2 separate regions of the Bicyclus anynana genome follow, and region 2 is linked to region 1. Evidence: chromatin contacts called from public Hi-C data. All regions are on one chromosome and are shown on one strand. The core of a region is the stretch at or near the end of the contact, and the rest is flanking DNA. Distances in the headings are between cores, read along the strand shown.

Region 1 (7,067 bases), core at 1,751-4,250:
AAAATCGCATCGCAAAACGTCCGTGGTGTAATAATGGCACGTTAGTTTTTTGCTCCTAACATTCGCTTCGCTTTGAGAAAATTATATGGTGCGTGTATGAAATATTAGTCTAAGAGCCCGTGTACCACAGACCTTCGTCATTTTATAGAAGCTGAAAGTTATTCAGCTCTTGCTCCTACTATAGATGATTACCTTACCGAACTATGGAGTTTGGTCCGTGGTGGCTTTTGGCAATATTAGGTTACAAGGTCCCTCAACCATCTAAGTATAAAGTTTTTTTTTTAAATTTATATCAACATATTAAGAAAAATGATAATTCCCATCTGGCAGACACATGGCTTCAAGGCCATCCTTCGAAAAACAACATTTAATTTGAATTTGAAAATTTTATTCTTTACAAGATAGCCCTTGACTACAATCTCACCTGATGGTGAGTGATGATGCAATCTAAGATGGAAGCGGGCTAACTTGGTGGGAGAAGGATGAAAATCCACACCCCTTTCGGTTTCTACACATCGTACCAGAACGCTAAATCACTTGGCGGTACGTCTTTGTCGGTAGGGTGGTAACTAGCCACGGCTGCAGCCTCCCACCAGCTAGACCTGGACCAATTAAGAAAACCTCAATCGGCCCAGCCGGGGATCGAGAGAACGAGAGAGGAACTTCTAGGGTCTCTAGCGAAGGGTTGCCATGAAGCCAAGTGCAAAAGCAAAATTATACTTTATACTTAGATGGTTGAGGGTCTGGATCCTTGAAACCTGCTACCTCCCATAGCCACCAGTGTCCAAACTTACCTTGCCTTGCCATAGTATGGTAGGAGCATGAGATGACAAACTTTCAGCTTTAATCTAACGACGAAGGTCTGGCGTTCGCTAGCTCTCTGTCTATAAGGGTTTGAGCGAATTTTTCGGCGGCAATCTTTACACTATCGCCGTGTTGCGCCTGTGGCGATCGTGATTACTAAGTGTGAACGACCGACAAAATACTAATATTTGTTTTCGACCCCGAGTAAATATTCTCGCGGCGACTGACCACGTAACAAGGTGTGCCATGTAATTATACCACAATTTTCAAAGCGTTTCACGTTAATTGTGCAGTCGGCAGGTGCGACATTATACAAGAATAGATTTATAACGTCGTATGTGTAACATTATTCATCTCGCTTTCTGCAATCTTATGGGAGGAATTTCGTGAAAAGTGTGTAAAAAGAAGCCAGGAATCGGCGCCTTATTTGAATTGACTAATGTAAAGGAGAATGCCCACCGGCCCAACTATTCAGGAATACTTAATTATTTATTTGGAAATGAAAATATGGTGTATAAATAAGGATCGGCTTAGTAAACTATGGTTTACTAAGCCGATGTTTCTTGAAGAAAATATAATTATTTTTCTTTTATTCTTTACAAGTTAGCCCTTGACTACAATCTCACCTGATAGTAAGTGATGATGCAGTCTGAAATGGAAGCGGGCTAACTTGTTAGGAGGAGGATGAAAATCCACACCACTTTCGGTTTCTACACAGCATCGTACCGGAACGCTAAATCGCTTGGCGGTACGTCTTTTGCCGGTAGGGTGGTAACTAGCCACGGCCGAAGCCTCCCATCAGCCAGACCTGGGCAAATTAAGAAAATCTCAATCTGCCCAGCCGGGGACCCAGGACCTCCGTCTTGTAAATCCACCGCGCATACCACTGCGCCACGGAGGCCGTCAAAATATAATAATAAATATAGCAGTGGACGTCTATCGGCTGATAAGGTAGGTTGACAATGGACATAAAGATCGGCATAACGAGTTCATCTAGCTATAGGTTTGATTAGAAGTAGAGTTATTAAAATCAGACAACCTTGAAGTTGCAAAAGTACTAGCGTAATTTGAAATAGATTTTATCAAGGAAATACTAGTTAAAATAAACGTGATTGAATGTTAGCAACTTATAAAAAGCAAAAAATATGCCTAAATATTTTACGTTTGAAATCCAGGCTAAACTTTCTACATAACTTAACGTTACGAGGCTCATTTTGTTAACTTAATTGGCGAACATAAAATGCTATTAGGGAAAAAGTTTTAAAACTCTCAACTCGATATTTTAAACCTTTATGCAACGTTGTAAATTCAAATAAAAAGCTCGACAAAAGTCGTTATTGAGGAACCCTTGCATTTCACCATAAACAATGCCGATGAGAACATTATTTTCGCCAGGGCGTGTTGGCAAATATTTTGGCTCTCATTGTCCTTTTGTCGACCGCCTTCAACCCGTCAATTTTACCGTAAAATTTAGAGGCGAAATTTTAACACAGCGTCGGGAGAAAAACTTTATGACTCCGCTAAAGGCTACTATGTTAACAAAGCTTAACGAGCGCTGTGTTTATGACTGTATTTAACAATGTTTCTGAATACGAGCCCGCTTCGTCCTCTCGCTGTATTGTGCTATATTGTTGCACGCACGGCCGCCGCCAGGATTTATCTCAGGGGGGGCTTGTAAAAAATGCAACTAATTTAAAATTTCTTTTTTAAAATGTAACATGATTAATATTTCTCGTTCATAAAAAGCTTGCGATAATTGGAGTAGTAGGTATTCCAGTCAATCAATCAATGTTAGGAACTCTCGCCCTCGGTTTTGATAATCTACGCTAAAGGTCAATTTTTATGAATTACTTATTTATACTACTTACTCTGGTTTATACTAGTCTGGTGAAGGAAATATTTTTTAAATTATATTCCTACCTATAAACCTTATTCATAAAAGGGTTTTAAAAACAGGTTTCATTAAAAAGCCTAACGAGAATGGACGAACGGGATGTACGACTGTACCGAGTACGAGTGCACTGTCTGTGACTGTTTATGATAAAGTAGGTAAACGTTCTATTCTTTTAAATCAAACTTGCAAAAATACTCTTGCTATGCAGGGGGGTTGGAAGAACCCCCTTGTACCGGGCCCTGCTTGCGCTAAAAATAACGGTTTAAGTTAAATAATAAGTTTGGTTAAGAGACAATGGTGCGTTTGTCTCGTAACCAAAACTGTTTGTCGGCGAAATCTTTTGAGTCCTTTAACATTTAAAGAAAGGGACCCATGAAGGCTATTGGGTTGAAATTTTTATTTGAGTTAGCTTGCCGACAAATGATTACCTAATGTGTTACTTTTAAAAGGAGAGAGACGTGATAGCCCAGTGGATATGACCTGTGCCTCCGATGCTATTCAGTTCTGTGAAGACGGTGAAGGAAGAATATCGTGAGGAAACCTGCATACCTACCTGAGAATAATTTTCTTAATTCTCTGCGTGTGTGAAGTTGTCAATCCGCATTGGCCCAGCGTGGTGGACTATTGGCGTAGTCTCTCGGAGAGGAGACTCGAGCACAGCAGTGAGCCGAATATGGGTTGATAATGATTAGGCTCTATACGTACGGTTTTTGACGGCCTCCGTGGCGCAGTGGTATGCGCGGCGGATTTACAAGACGGAGGTCCTGGGTTCGATCCCCAGCTGGGCCGATTGAGGTTTTTTTAATTGTTCCAGGTCCTGCCGATGGGAGGCTTCGGCCGTGGCTAGTTACCACCTTACCGACAAAGACGTACCGCCAAGCGATTTAGCGTTCCGGTACGATGTCGTGTAGAATCCGAAAAAATAAATAAGAAAAATTATCTGGTGTGCAGGTTTCCTCACGATATTTTTCCTTCACAATTTGAGACAAGTGAAAAGTTGGAGGTGCATGCCCCGGACCGGATTCGAATCCACACCCTCCGGAAACGGAGGCAGAGATCATATGCACTGGGCTATCACCAAAGAGCCTAATACCCTAGTTAACAACCTCGAGTACGCCACTGTAAGAAATTGCATATTTTTTACTCAAAACGACATTTAACATGAGTTGTACAATGCTCATATAGTTTTCAGTCGACTAGTTTTGTAATAAAATAAAGGCTCTTTTAATATGTCCAGCAATTCGAACAGAAAAACCTACTTTTCCGGCTTGGACATTTTGAGAGTAGGTCTTTAATTACTTTATCATTAAATGATCATTGATAGTAAACAGCTTTGACATACTGCCTACCTACGTCTGCCTTGCCTTTCATTGACTCATTGACTATTTATTAATTCTCAATTTATTCAGTTACTGCGGTTCTGTGGTATAAAGAATTGTAAGGAAAACCCTTTTTTTGGTTTGTTAATTTTTATTGCTACCGCGACGAATAGGTAAGTAGGAGGTACACGCTGTTGCTGTGTTTGTACTTTGTATTTTTGAAAAGAATGTCTTTTGTTGCTAACGGCGTCGCCGCGTCGGTGCGGCGGGCGGTTGAAATAAAAGTGACGAAGTGAAAAATAAAACGCAGAATAACATTATTATCTTATTTAGTTACGGTAAACCTATATTGTTTACAGTTTATACGGAGAGTTAAAACATTCGCTTATAGGACGTTTTAGGGAGAAACACATTGGTCGATTTGTATACTTTAATTTTAAGAAACAACCAAACCGTAAAAGTAGGTAAGATAACGTATATTTATGTGTATAGATATATATAGATAAGGTAAGATGAGAGAAAGTATGTTAGATAATGGCTTGGCTATTAAAATAAGATTATAGAGATGAAAATAGGTATATATATTTTTTTCAAAAAATACAGCAGCTCTGAATTGGATGATGTAACATCGTGAACATTTTAGATTTGTCCTGATCATTATCATAAACATCTTTTAATTAATAGTGACCGGATAGGAAAGCTCCAAAATGATGATGAATACCTTTTTTTTTTTCTTTTTTTTTTCTTTTTTTTTACTGATCATTATCATAAACATCTTTTAATTAATAGTGACCGGATAGGCTCCAAAATGATGATGAATACCTACCTACATTAGTTGTACCTAGTAGCAGACACCCGTAACTCCGTTAGCGTTGAATTTTAGTGGACAACTATACGACGCCACGTGGATTCACTCCCGTAGTTCTCGTTCCCGATGACACTTACAAATAACGTTGCTTCCCAAGCAGAAGAGAATTTTCAGAGATTACCCCCTACAACACCACAAACACCTCTTTATAGTATTACTAGCAGACGCCACGCGGTTTCAGCTGCGTAGCTCCCGTCCCCGTATAAATATAACCTTTAGCACCCGGGGATAATGTATAGCTTCCCAACAGTGAAAGAATTACGAATATTATTTAAACGGGTACATACCACGATAAAACGACGAGATTTTTAATGTCGTTTTATCGTGGTATGCACCCGTTTTAATAATATTCGTAATGAACAACCACGAAATAAGTTTAAAATCATTAGTGCAAGAGTTTTTCAAATCTGTTCAGTAGTTTTAATGCCTATTAGCAAACAAACAAATCAAATCAAATCAAATAATTATCCCTACATCCTTAGAAAAAACACCAAGGCTTATTTCGGTACAATTCGGTGTAAATTACCGACTTTGTTTAGGTATACTTACATGATAATTATGTATTTTAGGTAAGTAAGTAACGTATTAGTATTGTTTATTTTGAAAATATTGATATTCACTCCTACACGTGTCTGTGATTAACAATCATGGGTCTATTTATTTTTATGAGTCCGACTCAGATGACATATTCAGTGGCCTCAAGCATTGTTTTATCTTTAATTCTTTAAAACACCGGTATTTTAAGACCGTTATTATACAAAGATGGTATTTACAAAAGACTTAACAGAATTTGCTCTATTTTTAGAATGTAAAAACATTTAAAATAGGGCAATTTTTATTGTTTGAAAGACCGGCGGTAATAAAACGTGAATGTTTTTAAACGGGACGAAAAAATTGTAACAGTTCCTTTGTTTATAAAAACACCAAACGGCTAACGGTTTTTAAGTAATCTTATTTTTTTTTATATTTCTGCGTTACACAGATTTTTTTTTTATTTAGTGGCGGGGTTTGGATTTTAGTTTCTGATTTTAATCGTACAGGTATACTACCTAAACCATCGAAATTCTTACCTACCTGTATTGTCTTCAAATCTGACGAATAATAATTATATGTATGAGTAAAGTTATTCCTAATACATAAACGACAAACACATGAAAATTTCTCCATAATGAGTAAGGTGCTACATACAAGCGCTATTTCCGTGTTTTCAGTGACAAGTTAGCCCTTGACTGCGATCTCATCTGATGGTAAGTGACTATACAGTCTAAGTGGAAGCGGGCATACTTAGAAGAAGATAAATTGGTTCCATAGATACTTATGACGGTTTGTACGTTGCATCGTACTGGAACGCTTGGCGTTACGTCTTTGCTGGTAGAGTCGTAACTAGCCAAGGCCGATGCCTACCACCAGGCCAAATTTAGAAATTATAAAATGTTTAACTTTACCCGAGCTGGGAATAGAACACAGGACCTCACCAGGCACCAACTGCGCCAAGAGAAGTCGTCAAGTGGTCTTTTTGGATAGCTATATTTATGGTTTCGTAGGTTTGAAGATCGGGCCAAATAAGCACCAGCTCTTGTGTCACCTGACCAAAATTCAAAATTCAATATACATTTTTTTCAATTAGGCTTAGTTTATAAGCACTTTTGAAAAGTCAAGTTATGTCATAATTTAATTTAATCTAATGGTGGTAATAATACTTAAAAACTTAAAATTAAAGTTACGAGGGTTCCAAACTTGCCTTGGTCCGAGAAGAGCCCACAAAAAACTCAGTTACTAGAGCGCGGCTAGTAAATTATTGCAATTTTTGTTGGTTGACCAAAAGTCTCAAACATAGACGCTATATATATATATCATCCTACCAGTCCTTTAGTATAATATTATGATCTAGTATTTACGATGCCTAAAAGAGTTTGAGCATATTCAGCGGTCGCGCTAGCCATTTGAATCGTGCTTCGTCGAGGTTTTCATGAAATAATTTATTAATGCCCAGTACCTTATGATCCATAATATAGCAATACATATAGTTCGGATACCACGTCCTAAATAGCTCACAATTCGCCTTCTCGAAAAAGATTTATTTAAATTAAAATAGGTGGGAATATTTTTATTTATTTTATAAGTAAACAATTCCCATTTAAAATATATAAAAAGAAAGTTTTTTATTGAAATCGTTTATTCT
Region 2 (7,067 bases), core at 2,176-4,675, 110 kb after region 1:
TCTATTCTATTCTATTCCATTCCATTATCGCTATTAGGTACCTGCATACCAGAGAATTAAGTAAATTCTCTGGGATGCGGTTTCCTTACGATGTTTTCCTTCACCGTTTGAGACACGCGATATTTAATTTCTTAAAATGCACACAACGGAAAAGTTGGAGGTGGACTATTTGGACACATCCAACTGGTTCAAAAATATATTTTATTAGATAGAAGCAGACTCTAATAAATACTAGAAGTAACTTTAATAATAACTAGAAGAATATTTTGACGGCCTCCGTGGGGCAGTGGTATGCGCGGTGGATTTACAAAATGGAGGTCCTGGATTCGATCCCCAGATGGGCTGATTGTGATTTTCTTAATTGGTCCAGGTCTGGCTGGTGGGAGGCTTCGTGGCTAGTTACCACCCTACCGACAAAGACGTACCGCCAAGCAATTTAGCGTTCCGGTACGATGTCGTGCCACAACCATTTTCGAAACCGAAAATGGTTGTGGATTTTCATCCTCCTTCTAACAGGTTAGCCTGCTTCCTTCTTAGACTGCATCATCACTTACTATCAGGTAAGATTGTAGTCAAGGGCTAACTTGTAAAGAATTTAAATTGAAAAAAAAAGCAGGCGTTACTTTGCGGAAGTTAAAGCTATCATCCGCGAAAAGCCGACGAACCCACGCGACAACGTCACCCAGGTCCGACAAAATACTCTCTACGTATGTTTCACCCCGAAACCAGAGCATCCTCAGGAGATGTTGACTCTACAACGAGCAATCGCACGTTGTAGAGTGGAGTGAAGTGCACGTTGTTCTCCTGAGGATTAATGTTTTTTTATAATTTTTCCTCTATATCTAAAGAGTGGATGAATATTTTCTTTTACTTCTTTATCCCATACTTTAGGTGGCGTTGAATAGGTCTATTTAGGTTTGCTAACACTATTTTTCGATTCAGAGATTTGTCGGAAATATTAAGGCCTCAGAACGTGATAAAGTCATAAGAAATGAGTATACCAGAAAACACAAAATAACATTTTTAACATTTTTATTATAAAATATTCCTTATAAAAATAGGATCAAATGCATTATTATATTTAACAATAAAGTCTTAAAAATCACTCAATCGCATATTAAGTCTTCAAGCATTTATATAGAAAAATGAGAACATATGAAAGAGATTGGAATTATTCCTTCCCCTATTTTTCTTCTTCTTTTATAGTTTGGAAATCCAGTCCTGCAGCCCTTTCATTTCAGTGGGTCTATCATCATCTCCAGAGTCTATGGAACTCTCCAGAACTTCCACTTTGCAGCCAAGGTGTGAGAATTCAAAGTCTTTTCCAAGCTTCCCGAGATATGTGACTTTGTTTGACTGTGACGGATCTACAGACTCCAACTGACTTGACTTAGTAACACGAACTAGGTTTCTGAAACAATATTTATAAATATAATTCTGTTGCTTTTGTTTTCTATGACATTTCCTGAATAGAAACAAAATAGTAACCTTTTTTTTTCCAAAATATTCTTAACTAGATGACGCCGCACGGTTTCAACAGCGTGGTCCCCATCCCCGTAGGAATATGGGGATAATATTCTTAAGTAGTGGTGTGACCCCTGTGTGTTATAGTGCGTTGCAAACCACCAGTCTGACATTATAACCTTAAGCCCACCAACCTGCTTTGAAGCAGCATGATGTTTCTAAACTCCAAATTTCTCTATAAGGAGAGACTTACCCACTTGACAGACCATTATAAATAGGCTGATGGTAATGTGTTAATATATGAATTGTATGCAAAATCTTTTGATGGATGTATATTCATTGCACAATCACTATACCAACTAACCAACCAAAATGGTTGATAACATCTATATGAAACTTTGTATAAAAAATACAGACAGATATAGTCAGAAATATTTAGCTTTTATCACAATGTTTCCACTGGACATGGGATTTGCATGCTTAAACTAGTTAAAAATTTGCAAACATAACTTACATTTCCTTTTCAAGTAGGCTCTTAATGAGTTGACCACCTTTAGCCATCGGCAGGTCCTGCTTGTTGCACAGAATGAGCAGAGGGGGGCAGTTGCTCAGAATCACTGGATCCACAAGAATTGTGTACAAGTATCTAAAAAAAATATGTACCAAATTAAAAACCTCCTCTTTTTAAGAAATCAAAAATGTGTATAGAAATAATGACAGTAAATATTATATAATAATAGTATCAGCTGATGGACATTCACTGCAGAACATGGGCCTTTTGTAGGGACTTCCAACCATCACAATCCTGAGTAACCAGCATTCAGCAAATATCTGTGACTTGCTTGATGTCATCAGTCCACATGGTGGGGGCTACTTTCTCTTATTTCATTTAAATTTAAAAATATAAATACTTACTCAGCTACATCTCTAATCTCCTTTTGAATAGTAACAGAGTCCACAACATAGACCAGAGCCTTAGCACTATGTTTGTACTGATCAAAGAACTTGTTTCTTAGTCGTTCTTGACCTGGTAAATCCACAATCCTCAATGTTTTCTGAAAACAAATGCCAGATATTGAAGACATGTGTTGAACAAGAAACCTATGAGGAATTTTTCATGTGCCCAAAGACCTCAGCTATCATTTAATTCTCCTGGCCATTACATTACACACAGTGCACAAGGCTATAATCATTTAATGATGTAAATAAAGTATTTTCCAGCATTAGATGATGTATTAGAATTACTCTTAGATCCTCTCTATTTTAAAAGTACACTATTGCCTTTATATCATGTATGTATTTATGTTTTTTTGTTTGTTGCTATACTTTTATTGTGAGGATATCCATACCTAAGAATAAAACATTACTAACTACTTACTTACCACACGAAAATTAGTACAAAAGAAATAATTTACACAACTTTACTTACATTATTGGACGTAATATAATCTTCAATGTTTTCTTTCATAGATGTGAATGTTTCCCTGAATTCCGAGTAACAAAGTCTAACAAAAAGAGACGTTTTACCGGCATCTGAGAGCCCGGTAAGTAGCACAGACCGACGCAAATGCCGACGTGTCGACAACAGCCACCAAATTACTGTAAAAACGTAAAGGAATAAGAAAAAATACCTAAATTAAAAGAATTGTGGTATTTTAATTTTGTTCTAGGTAGAAAATATAAAACTCACGCAAAGTAACCAAAAGAATGACCACACTTAGTAAGGTTATGTACAGTGGATCTTGTAACATTGGTTGAGTGTTAATCGTTTCTTTAATAACCTCTGGTTCTGTTTCCATGATGTATTGATTAAATTATCTTTTATGTTAAAAATTTATATTAAAAATTTACACTCGAAGTCGAAAGTAAAAATTAACCAAAACGCTCGATTTTGCAATTTACCAATTTCAGTGACGTTTATCGTTTACAATTTACATAGTTGACATTTGACATGATCGTTCGGAATTACAATATTTTATCAAGCGACTTTATTTAACGTTTGCCGATTATTTGAATCTAATATTATTTTACGGTTATACCCCAACTCTAGCAGCAAATATTCTTTGGGTATTTTACTGGTTTATCTGTGGACTGTGGTGTAGTATCTATTAACCTGTGGTGTTTCTCTTGTCAATGTCAATTGTCAACTTGATTAATGATTCGGAATTTTGCGCCATTTTCAGAATTTCAGATTTTTAAAAAATTATCAATTTAGTTTCAAAATGTGTAGATATTTATTGCATGTAAATTGCTAGCTATATGAAAAAATTCAAATCACACATCAGATTTGAGGTAAGTGTAAGAAATGCGATATAATAGATGCGATAATGGAATACTTGTAATACATACTATTTTATTTACTTTAAAATAACATATTCCTATCATCATTATTAACATCACTCCAGTTTAAATATTACGTCACATGTTGCCATAGAATGTTAATAAAAACATACGATACGATTAGTAAGAAAATGTAAATTTCCTAGATGTTTTTGAGTTGATTTCATACATGGTAGCTGGACGCCGGCCGGCCTTTGTTTTTTATTGACTGTCATAACTACCATTTGTAGCTTGAGTAGTGGAAAATTGACAATTATAATAAGCCTTACACAAATCATATTTGTTACAGAGTACAAAACTACATTAGCAGCATTGATACACATTCTTATTCATAAAAAAAGCTTAAAATGCAGTGAGGACAGGAGTCTTAAAAGACATCTGACTTGAAATAGTTACAAAAATGTCTTTAGAACTGAGTGTTAAAGAAACATGTTCAAGTTTAACATCAGCCCGGGCCACAGAGAGGAAGAAAAGTGCAAATACACTAAAAGATTTCCTCACAAGAAATGCTGTGCCTGCACTGCTCACAAGTAACGCTAAGAAGAGATCTGGTTATAATTGGAATCATGTTTTTGGTGATATCAATGATTTTATTATGAAGGTATGAATCAATCTTAATACATATAAATTACGTGTCATGTATTTTGTTTTTCGTGGAGACAAGATAAATATCAAATATCTAAAAACTCTAAATCAAAGTATAGGATTTGTGACCTGGATGTTGGGTTAAGGAATTTGTTGACAATTGATTAACACTCCCCTCTGCTCGTATTGTTCTCCCTACCTAGCCAAATTTGGTAAAATCCTATTAGAGGACCTTTAAACACGAGGTCTAATATAGAACTTGCTGCATTTCCAGGAAGTTCAAGAATTTAATCAAATTTTCACACTGTGTGCAGTTTGTTCCAACTTGAAAGATAAGAGAGCTTAGGGGTAGGGAAGAAGTAAGTGCATACAAGTCAAAGCAAAGCTTGAGCGGGGCTGTTAGTAATAATATGTAAACCAAATTATGTTTCAGTATCAGCCTATTTAAATGACCCACTTCAAAATATTTGTATCAATATTTGTTATTCACAGGAGACTGAAAAAAGTGATGCCAAGAATTTTGATACAGTCACTGCACCTTTATGCACAAGTCTTTTGCATTTATGTGTTGCTGGTTCTAATAAAGGTAATCTTTAGCAATCATTATATTACAAAGTGATTCAAAATCATTATTAAAAACAAACTTTAAATTTTAAATTTTTGGTATTTTATTTATTTATAGGTTTATGAATGAAACAGACCATATTCTCTGTTTTTGTTTTATTATAATTATAATGATAAAATATTATCCAGTGGATGGTGTATTTAGCAACAGGCAGGTCATCTCCTCCCAGATCAAAATCCAGCTGGGGGTAACCTTGCCCGGTTAAGGCACAGGGGATCTAGTTCTCCCGATCATGGTCTTCCAGCCCCTTTCAGGGCCGAGGCCTATCAGCCTAACGGTAGCAGTGGATGTCAATCAATGTGCCCCACGCTGACTGCAATTATTCGCTATCCTTACTTAAGCAAATTACTACTTTCAACTTCTTTTTTAATTTCAGGTCATGCATATATCAAGTGCCAATCTATTATGGATGCATGTTTGCATGTACTAAATAACAGTCCTACAAGGAAAGCTGTTGGAGATGCATATTTAAGTTTACTCTACAAACATGTGTTTCCCGTTGAACACTATTTGGGGTTTATATCACCAGCTACTTGGGACAGTATGTAAAATATTCATATATTATAAACTAGTGGATGCCCACGACTTTGTCTGTGTGAAAACTTTCAACCCCTATTTCTATTTATATATATCTTAAAACCTGAAAGACTAATATTAAAAAAAACTTCAACCCCTTTCTAACCCTTTTGGGGGGTAGAAATCTGGTAGTTTACACGTCACATACCAATTTTTACAAATGTAACTTGAGAAACAAATGACTTTCCATACAAATTTTCAACCCTTTTTCACTCCTTTTCATTTAATTTTCACGATAAAGAGTATCTTATAGCCTTCTTCGAATTATGGTCTCAAATCATAAGAAATTTAATTTGGATTCATTTAGTAGTTTCAGCGTGATACCCTGTCAACAAAAATATGGACAAATAGACAAAAAAAATATTTTTGGCTTCAGTATTGAATAAACAATGCCCTCAATTCGAACTAAAATTTCGTCATCAACCCATATTTAATTTTATGTGGACCTTGAACCAAGGCCGAATAATAAAGAAATATTTAATATTCAATACCTAAACCAGATGAAAATTGCTTTTGAAGCTCCCTACAAAAAGAAAGAAATTCCTCAATGTAAAAGATGCCAAAGATTTGGACACACGAAAAACCAATGCTACAGACCTTATCGCTGTGTCAAATGCGGCGAAGATCATCCTACAACACAATGTACTAAAAAACCTGATACTGAGGCAACCTGTGCAAACTGTGACGAAAAACACCCAGCCAGCTACAAAGGTTGCAAAATCTACAAACAATACAAAGAAAGAATCACAAAGACTGCTCCTAAATACAAAGTAAATCAACCAAAACGCACTGAAGAGACCAATAAAACAGCCAACCTGACTCCTAGAATATCAGACTTTAATAAAACATATGCCCAAGCTGCTAGGACCAAATCAACAACTCCTACAACACAGAGAAGAAATGACGTTAATGACATGACAGATATAATGGGGACAATGTTAGAAAAACTGCAAAACACAATGCTGACAATGATGGAAAAAATGATGGACAAAATGATGGACCGTATGGTTCTACTAGTCAACAGCCTAGTGAAAAAATGACTCGCAACCTCCGAGTTGTTACTTGGAACGCCAATGGCTTGACGGAACGACGTCAAGAACTTGAAACCTTCCTACTTATTGAAAATATTGACATTGCTTTAATATCCGAAACGAGGTTCACACCAAAAACTCACATAACATTAAAAAATTACACCATCTATACGACAAATCACCCTACAGGAAACACCCACGGGGGTACTGCAGTAATTATTAAAACCAGTATTAAACACTACGTCTTGGCGGAATATCGCACAGAAAAAATACAAGCAACATCTATTGCCCTACAAGATAACAGATTTGAAACGGTATTTGCTGCTGTCTACTGTCCTCCTAAACACACAATAACTGCTCAAGACTACAAAGATTACTTCTCTACTCTTAGTAATAGATTTATCAGTGGGGGTGACTGGAATTCAAAACATCTACACTGGGGATCT

Evidence for each region. Hi-C and Micro-C count contacts between places; a contact is called where the count stands out from the background.
Region 2: a Hi-C map of whole larva shows a contact between it and region 1, with 3 times the contacts expected there. The contact joins the promoter of LOC112043552 here to the enhancer-like site in region 1. A contact is called at or near these places in 2 of 2 Hi-C or Micro-C datasets (whole body and whole larva).

Annotation. Positions count from the first base shown.
Region 1 is chr14:11,067,646-11,074,712 of ilBicAnyn1.1, forward strand. No RefSeq gene overlaps it. Among protein-coding and RNA genes, the nearest start is that of LOC112043553, 5.0 kb to the right of the region's middle. Within about 2 kb of position 3,001, at least 3 of the 8 cell types and tissues checked have open chromatin away from gene starts, as enhancers often do.
Region 2 is chr14:11,175,850-11,182,916 of ilBicAnyn1.1, forward strand. It overlaps LOC112043552 (signal recognition particle receptor subunit beta), which reads right to left and starts at 3,426. Exons shown (of 5, transcript XM_024079023.2): 1 at 3,155-3,426; 2 at 2,894-3,063; 3 at 2,380-2,519; 4 at 1,979-2,110; 5 at 1,016-1,411. The coding sequence starts at 3,263. The coding sequence ends at 1,201. It overlaps LOC112043551 (serine-protein kinase ATM), which reads left to right and starts at 3,621. Exons shown (of 36, transcript XM_024079022.2): 1 at 3,621-3,756; 2 at 4,094-4,405; 3 at 4,882-4,975; 4 at 5,391-5,555. The coding sequence starts at 4,205.